2 separate regions of the Hordeum vulgare genome follow, and region 1 is linked to region 2. Evidence: chromatin contacts called from public Hi-C data. All regions are on one chromosome and are shown on one strand. Each heading gives the region's core, a stretch centred on a gene start, on an enhancer-like site or on the middle of the called end of the contact. The rest is flanking DNA. Distances are from core to core; before and after follow the strand shown.

Region 1 (4,246 bases), core at 1,436-3,935, 220 kb before region 2:
CAGAAATGCTCGAAACAATTGATTGCATCCATTGGCAATGGAAGAGGTGCCCCAAAGGTTTGCGAGGAATGTATCAATGTCACACCACAAAGGCCACCATCATACTAGAAGTGGTGACATCACATGACTTATGGATTTGTCATGTTTTTTTTAAAATGTCGGGTTCACACAACGACATCAACGTGCTTCAACGATCTCCGGTGTTCAAGACGATTTGCAGCGGGGAATCACTTCCTTGCAACTACACCGTCAATGGCCGAGAGTACAACATTATATACTACCATGCTGATGGCATATATTCTTAGTGGGTTGCACTTATGAAGACCATACCCAAACCACATGGCAGAAAACAAAAGCACTTCACAACAATGCAGGAAGCAGCTAGGAAGGATGTGGAGAGGGAATTCGGAGTGCTCCAAGCGTGTTGGGGAATTGTTCCTGTGGCTACAATGATGTGGGAATCAGAACCTTTGTAAAAGCTAATGACATGTTGTGTTATTTTATAAAATATGATCGTCGAGGATGTGGGTGATGGTGTAGCTCACACCAATAATTGTGAAGCACGTCGAGAATAAGTTGAAATCCCGAAAGATCTGGATGTATTTCAACTTATGAACTTTCTGCACATGCCTCAGAACCACCGAGATCATCACGTGCACGAGCAGCTACTCAATGATCTGATGAAGCATATGTGAACCCATAATGAAAATCGAAGAGCAGATGATTGATTGTACATTTCAAATAAATTTAATGTAACTCTACTTATGCTTGGTACCAATATTTATTATTTACATGTGACATTTAGTTTGTGCGATCGACGTGTATGGTTTTACATAAATTTAAGAGTTCGAATATGAAATACGTACATGCAGGAAGCAAAACATGAGAGGCCATTTGGATACATCCATAGACAATGTCCGGATGCGTCAGGGTACGTACAGGGCTGGATTTGGTAGTGTGGCTATAGACGCTCTTATATGGCCAAGATAGGCCTTGATCACACTAATTAAAACAGTGGGCTGGGCTTGGCGCAGTCCTCCTGGCCCAGTTACTGCTAATTTCAAGTGTGCTGCTCTCAAGAAGTCAAAACAACATGCCAAAGTGATAACTAAACACACCAGATAATCCAGGCTATAAAAAATAAAAACTAGCAGCACTACCAGCAGATAATCCCGGCAACCGCTTCCGATCCAATCCAAGGTGTGGCAGCTGCTACCCCAAAAAATGAGTACGTACGTATTGGTTCAGATGCAAGGGCCAGTCTTTGATTTGAATATAGGTGCCTGGTGAGTGCACAACCCGGGCATGTGCATGTACCACAATAATTGCCACAGTTTATGCTTGTCATCAAGTGGTTCCAATAGGGAAACCATTTTATACGCACACACACCACGAACTTTATATACTCCTACGTACCACCAGTCCACTTTCCAGGAGTTGTATCCCCCAAAGCAAACTCACCAACGGCAACTGGCAGCCATTGGGTTTAACTAATCCAGCGATTGGCGCATTGACATGGGGGACGACGACCTACATTAGCGCCGGTCGTCAGTCCATGGCTGAACGCGGTTAAGCTGCTGCTGCTACTACTTGTAATCCATGGCGGGTGCGACCATTGGCCGAGCGAAAACGGAGAAGAGGCCGCCACGTACCGGTGGTGACGGACGGTGGACGAGGAACGCCGGCGCCGCTGCCGGCCGGGCCGGCAGGAGGAGTTGAATATTGGACGTGGCGGCCCGCGGCCATGTGAAACGAATACAGGGCAGCACCACAATTTTAATTAGCAGTATAGCGGTGGTGTACCGGGATAGTAGCAGTATAGATGCTTTAGACAGATGAAAAATCAAGATCAGGGAATGGCCGGCCCACACCTTGTGATTGTTGTTTGTCGCGCCATTATTGTTGTATACACTATAAATAAACCCGTTCTCTCAGCAGGAAACCCGGTGGTTAGATTCCTTGTACTTTGGCAAAATGTCAAGACGGTGCTTTCTTCCCCCCGCATCCATCCATCCATCCATCAGGGGGTAACGTAGCGCTCCAGAACGTACATGCTACGCTGACCTTTACGCGTTCGGTCTAATATGAATGTGCGAGCGGAAAACGGAGCCGGAAAACCGTTGAAAAATCCCAAGTAGCCGCGTCAAGGCCGGCAGCGGGGCTAGATCGGGGCCAAGATGCTGCACTTGGGACTTGAAAATCAAGCCGGGAGATGGACAAGGTTGGACAAAATTAAGCCGAGTTTGCTTAATTTTAGCTAACATCTTGTGAGCTTGAAGATGCGGGGAACACAAGATGCACGTAGGGTACGTCCATGAGAGCCGTCCATGATGTGGTGCACCTAACAGTTCGTCCACTTCTTCTCTGCCGCGTCTAAAAGAGAAGTGCCAAAAAACGCAAAATAAAGATGGGACGGAGGAGAAAAAGAAAAGAGGGAGCTCTCAATTCTCAGAGGCAGGCATCCATCCAAGCGCCCCGAGACCGTCCAAAACAATAAACAAAACAAAGAGACCAGGAGAGAGAAGAGAGAGAGAGAGAAGAAAAAATAACCATATTGGCATGGCAGCTTGGCTAGGCAAGTGGGGGTGAGGGCCCCGCACACACAAGTTTTACTTTTTGAGCCGCCCGGTTTTGTCGTCTCCCCCGTCCGCTCCCCTCCCCTCCCCTCCCCCTCCCCACTCCCCCTATTTCCATTGCCCCGCACCCCCCTTGCATCCGTCTCCCTGTGCTTCACGCCACAACTCGCCTCACCAGCGAGCCCTCTCGACCTTTCGAGCCTCCTACTCCCTCGCACCACTGTTGGCTGCCTTCTCCTGGCTCGAGGTGCCCGCTAGGGAGGGGGATTCGGATCGCCGGCGGCTGGGCCCCTGCCGGACTCGGTGGGCGGGATCCTCCTCGCGCTTCTTGGGGGCTCCATGCCGTGAGCCAAGCAGCCAGCCAGCGGCATCCTTCGTTCCCCCGGGGAGATCTTGCTCCTAGCAGCCGAGAGCCGAGAGCAGAGAGCCGACAGGAGGCAGCGCCGACATGGCCGGCAGCGACGAGGTCAACCGAAACGAGTGCAAGGTCCGTCCGTTTCCATCCTCCTCCTCCTCCTCCTTTGTTTGGCGCCTGTTTCGGGGCGCCAGCGGCGCATGTGTGTCCGTCCTTGCGTTTGTGTTTGGGTTCTCGTTTCCGGGCCTTCTTCTTCCGTGTGGGCGCCGCCGCGCGATTCTTGATTTGTGCCCCCGCCCCGCCTCGCCGCTTTACGGTGGGAGGGAAGGGGGATTTCTCTCTCGCTCCGTCGCTGCCTTTGTTTCCCCTTTGGGCTCGATCCCAATTTTATTCCCCTCTCGCCTGCCTCCGTTGTTTTAGGCGGGGGCCGATACTAATACAGCTACCCAACAAGCAACAAATCATTCATCCGCATCCATCCATCCCTCCATCCGTGTGCGCGCGCGCCTTTGCCGCAGAGCGCCCGCGCAAAGCTTGCATCTTTTCTAGCAAGACGCGGCCGAAACATGGCGCCTCGCATTGCGCTCCTGTCCGAGCGCAAAACAGCTCCTCGTTTCGTTTGGTTTGGTTTTTGGTTTGGGTTTGGTTTCGTTGCGAGGTGTGTGTGATTGTGTTTTCCATTTGCTGGTGTGGTGGTCTCACTCTCACACTGTTGCTGCTGGGTCTGTCGTGCTGTGCAGACGGTTGTGCCGCTCCACACATGGGTGCTCATCTCCAACTTCAAGGTGTCGTACCACATGCTCCGCCGCCCAGACGGCACCTTCGAGCGCGACCTCGCCGAGTACATGGACCGCCGGGTGCCCGCCAACCCCAAGCCGGTGGAGGGCGTCTCCTCCTTCGACCACGTCATCGACCACTCCGTCGGCCTCGAGGCGCGCATCTACCGCGCCGTCGCCGGCAACGCCGCGGCCGCAGAGGGCGCCGCCGCGCTCACCCTGCCCATCCTCGAGTTCCTGAGCGGGGCGCCGTCCCCGGACCCGCTGCCGGTGATCATATTCTTCCACGGCGGCAGCTTCGCCCACTCGGCGTCCAGCACCACCATCTACGACAACCTCTGCCGCCAGTTGGTGAAGCTGAGCAAGGGCGTGGTGGTGTCCGTGAACTACCGGCGCGCCCCGGAGCACCGGTACCCGTGCGCGTACGACGACGGGTGGACGGCGCTCAAGTGGGCGCAGGCGCAGCCGTTCCTGCGGAGCGGCGAGGACGCGCAGCCCCGCGTGTTCCTCGCCGGCGACAGCTCCGGCGGCAACATCGC
Region 2 (4,114 bases), core at 1,474-3,973:
ATTTTATATTTAAGAATGAGGAAAGTATATGGCTAATTTGACCGTGCGTCATAATACATGAGAAGAGGTGTTATATGACCGATCCGGGATTAAACTAACTAAGTCTTATTAGAGCACAATGGCATTTTCGGCCTAAAAGGTATTTAACTTTAATTAATCCAATTCAGTCTGGGTGTTATCGTCCCTAGAATAAGAATTAACTTAATTGCATTTACACATCTGCTAATTATAATTATACAACAACATCTCTTGTCTTTTGAATTTGGGTTAAAACGGTTCCTCATCTCACCACGAGCCCTAGTCTGTGGCAAACACATCGTCATTGTCTCCGATCGCCGCCGCGTGCACTCGCCATGGCATTCCCTCCTACTTGTCCCCTCCCACACATCATTATCACTCATCCCTCTCACGCGACCCCCTTTGGGCTAGGTGACATCCGATCTTTCGAGGAGCCGCCTAATCCCCTCCTTCCCCGACGCGGCGCGAGATCATCCTCATCATCGTCCATCAACTTTATCGCATCGAACGTTCACATCGACTTTGAGATGTAAGTGCCGAGTCATCTCTATTTTTGTCGAGTCCTTTATGCATAGTACCGATAGGGTCAGATTCGGTTAGGGTCTAAGATATTGCAATTGCTTCAACACCTCCTAGTGCATCTACAAGGAGCAAAATTGCTGCTCCTAGCCCTCTTCGGTGAGTTTAGTTCATTTGGTTGTGAGAGTCATGAATTTTCTCTAAAAACATTCAGAGTCCAAATCGTCTTCATCCTGGTCCTTACTCTATTTTCTCTAAAAAACAGCAATGCCAATTCTTACATTAAAGAATAAATAAAATTTCCTTAAATAGGTTCGAACCTACGACCAGTCAGTTAACAGTCGATCGCTCTATCACTGAGCTACTGAGGAACAAGGGGGGATTCGACCTCCTAGAGTTCAACTCCCGCTCTCAACCCATGAACAATATGAGTCTGAAGCTTTTTTCGTAACTCCCACAATTTTTTCGTAGTGGCTCCGTTTCATGCCTCATTTCATAGGAAAGCCTAAAATAGCTCTATTTCATTCTATTTCACTTCCTAACACTTCCTATCATTTACAATATCCATCCCTTTGGTCTTATTGACATAAGAGATCAGCAAGCTTTTTGGATGTTGAGCGTCCCAGATGAGGTTGCATACTTTGCTCTTTTATGTGATTTTGTTAGGACAATCAGCCTTAACGTATCGTGTGGCTAATACTAGAAAGAAGACATCCAACAACACATCTACATCCAAGAAATGTCATAATACTAACTAATACTCCCTCCGTTCCTAAATATAAGTCTTTTAAGCGATTTCACTAGGGGTCTACATACGTAACAAAATAATTAAATGTATATTTTAAAATATGTCTATATACATCCGTATGTAGTCTAATAGTAAAACCTTTTAAAAAATTATATTTAAGAACGGAGGAGTACCATATTCAACTTGCAGTTATATGGATTTTGGTTTGTCGATGAGGGAGAGCACAGAAGATGACGTGAGGGCCACGACAAAACCCCCGTCGCAAACCGGCAAAACCGCACCGCAGGCCCGTTCGCACTGCCGCCGCGGATTACTACGCCCCCGCACTACAAGTATTTAATTACCCGCTAAATTAGTCGTCGCCAATTGCGATGCGGGTGACCACGACGACCGGGCAGGCTTGGCGCGTAGCCGGCCAGCTCGGCGCCTTTAAATTAGCTGGTGGCGACGGCGACGTTTAGGCCGCGTGCGCCGTGCGGACGGAGGGTCGCGACAAAGCCCCTTCACTGCGAGCGCCGGAGATGGTGGCGTACGGCGATCTCATTTCGAATAACGCGCACCCCTTTTTTCCTTTTCTTTTCCTTTTTTTTAATCGATCATAGCCACTACACGATGGTGGCGATGATGATGAGGGGGCCGAGGCGCCAGTAGGCGCTCGACAGCGGGTGTGGGCCTGCGCTAATCGCCTCCAAAGACCCGATGATGAGGTAAACCGGCGTGCACGGGGCACTATAGGCCGGTACTCTTTTTACCAGTACTAGGTCTATGATCTATAGTGTGCCCGTGTACCGGCCTAGTACCACGACACAGGCACACAGCAGAGGAGTATGGTGGTACGTGCCAATGGGAGATTATTAAAGAAAGGGAACCTGTTAAACCCTCGCCATCATGACCGGCTGTGACCGTGGCTGGCGCTCATCCCAAACGAAAAACTTGAAAAGACCCGCAATGGGGCTGTTACAGCTGTTTATTACAACATCATTAGCACCGGTGCACTGAAAAAGGCCTGATATGGTGTTGCGCCGCGCGTGAGGTGAGGCTGAGCTGGGCGGATTTGATTGGAAAGAAAACTCGGACGCCCATCCGTAGACGGAGTAAACGTTAAAAGTCACGCTGAAAGTAGAGGATTAGACGAGCTAATTATGCGTAGACTCTAGCAGCAGCTCGGAATAGGCCGTCCGCACGTCCGGATCGAACACCCACCACTGTTGCGCTCAGAAACGCAAGAGCCGGGTTCGACCAGATATGGCAACAAATGGTGCTCGCTAAACCAAAGTCTTCATATCCGGGCAGGGCAAGGCAGGGCGTCGCCCGTCGGGGCAGGGAGAGAGGCCAAAACTGAAGAAAAATCCAGTAAAGGGATGTGTATGGGGGCGGGTACGGCACGGCTGTCCGCATGCGCTGTTGGGTTCGGTGGTGTGCAAGCAAAGGCACGAGCAAAGGAGGAGATGCCCCCAGTCCCGTTCCGTTCCGTTCCGTACGACGACTCCTCACCCAGTGCCCAGCCCAGTCGGCTCAGACCACCCGTCCACCCGACCCGAGAGGGAGCAGCTCGTGGGGACAAGTGGGGCGGGCAACGACGCGTAGGCGTACGCGTCGTGACAAAGCGCCGGGTCACGACGAGGGGAGAGGCAGAGCCCCCACTGTGGATGGATAGGTACGACCTGGTTTTATGTGCGGCCGGCCCGACCCCCTCGGAGCTTGGAATGCAAGGCGGAAAAGGTTAAAAGCAAACCTTCAACTTATAGGAAAAAGCTAAATCAAACGTTAAACTATTAATCTTTGAAATAAGCATATCAAATTTTCTGATCCGGATCAATTTCAAACCTTGAGAGAATTTAACCGGCATTTCCTGAATTAGGCCAGCCTATTAGCGCACTCGCTCGCGCTGGTCTGGATTTTTTCCCTAGTTTTTTCCTTCGTTATACTTTATTTTCTTGCCGATTTTATCTGGTTTTTCTTTCTTCGTTATACTTTTTGTTTCTTTTGTTTCTTTCTTAATTTCCTTCATATTATATTCTTTTTCGCTTTTGTTTTGTTTCTTCATCAGTAATCGTTTTTTTTACACATGTCTAATTATTATCAATTTGCATAGTAAATTTTGAGCGCAAATATATTTTCAATACACTATATTTACATTTTTTAGATGCATGTTTTTCAAAAAATTGAATACACGGTAATATTTTTCAGATACCCGTTTTACATATCTTAATGACAATATATTTTTATAAAACTACACGAATATTTTTTACATTGTTGCATATTTTAAAATTATATAAACTTTTTCAAACACATGTCACGGATGTTCTTTTAAGGGTATGACACATTTCTTTACATCATGCATTTTTTCACATTGTATACACTTCATTCTGAAAATGTCAGAAGCACATTTATTTAAACTCATGAACAGTCTTCAAATGTTTTTTTTAAATGCCACGTACTTTTGTTCTAAACTCGTGATATGTTTTAGATGTCACAAATATTTCTTTACACATTTATTCAGGTTTTAAACTTTTTTCTCATTTTTAAAGTTCAGAAAAAGTGTCCGCACTTTAGAAAAACTGGTTTAAAAAAAATGTTTCAGCAAGTGTTTGCTTTTTCGTAATTGATTATTTTTCAAAAAATAGTTGTTTTTTAAAGTACTCAGAATTTTCAAAATGTTATCACACTTTATAAAATCTTCGGACATTCCAAAATTGTTTACATTTTCAATATTTGTTTGCCCCAAAAATAAATTCGAAGTTCATTGCTTCAGTGTTTTCCAAAACACAAATAATTTACAAAATTGCAAAAACATTATTTAAAATGTGACACAATTTTGGAAAATCC

Evidence for each region. Hi-C and Micro-C count contacts between places; a contact is called where the count stands out from the background.
Region 1: a contact with region 2 is called in a Hi-C map of seedling, with 4 times the contacts expected there. The contact joins the promoter of LOC123441390 here to the enhancer-like site in region 2. A contact is called at or near these places in 4 of 6 Hi-C or Micro-C datasets (leaf and seedling) and 1 of 1 datasets of contacts at active chromatin or transcription factors (embryo).

Annotation. Positions count from the first base shown.
Region 1 is chr1H:415,084,371-415,088,616 of MorexV3_pseudomolecules_assembly, reverse strand. It overlaps LOC123441390 (gibberellin receptor GID1-like), which reads left to right and starts at 2,685. Exons shown (of 2, transcript XM_045117851.1): 1 at 2,685-3,063; 2 at 3,672-4,246. The coding sequence starts at 3,025.
Region 2 is chr1H:414,859,595-414,863,708 of MorexV3_pseudomolecules_assembly, reverse strand. No RefSeq gene overlaps it. Among protein-coding and RNA genes, the nearest start is that of LOC123441379, 80 kb to the right of the region's middle. Within about 2 kb of position 2,723, at least 3 of the 3 cell types and tissues checked have open chromatin away from gene starts, as enhancers often do. A contact at or near this core is called in leaf and seedling, where this site is marked.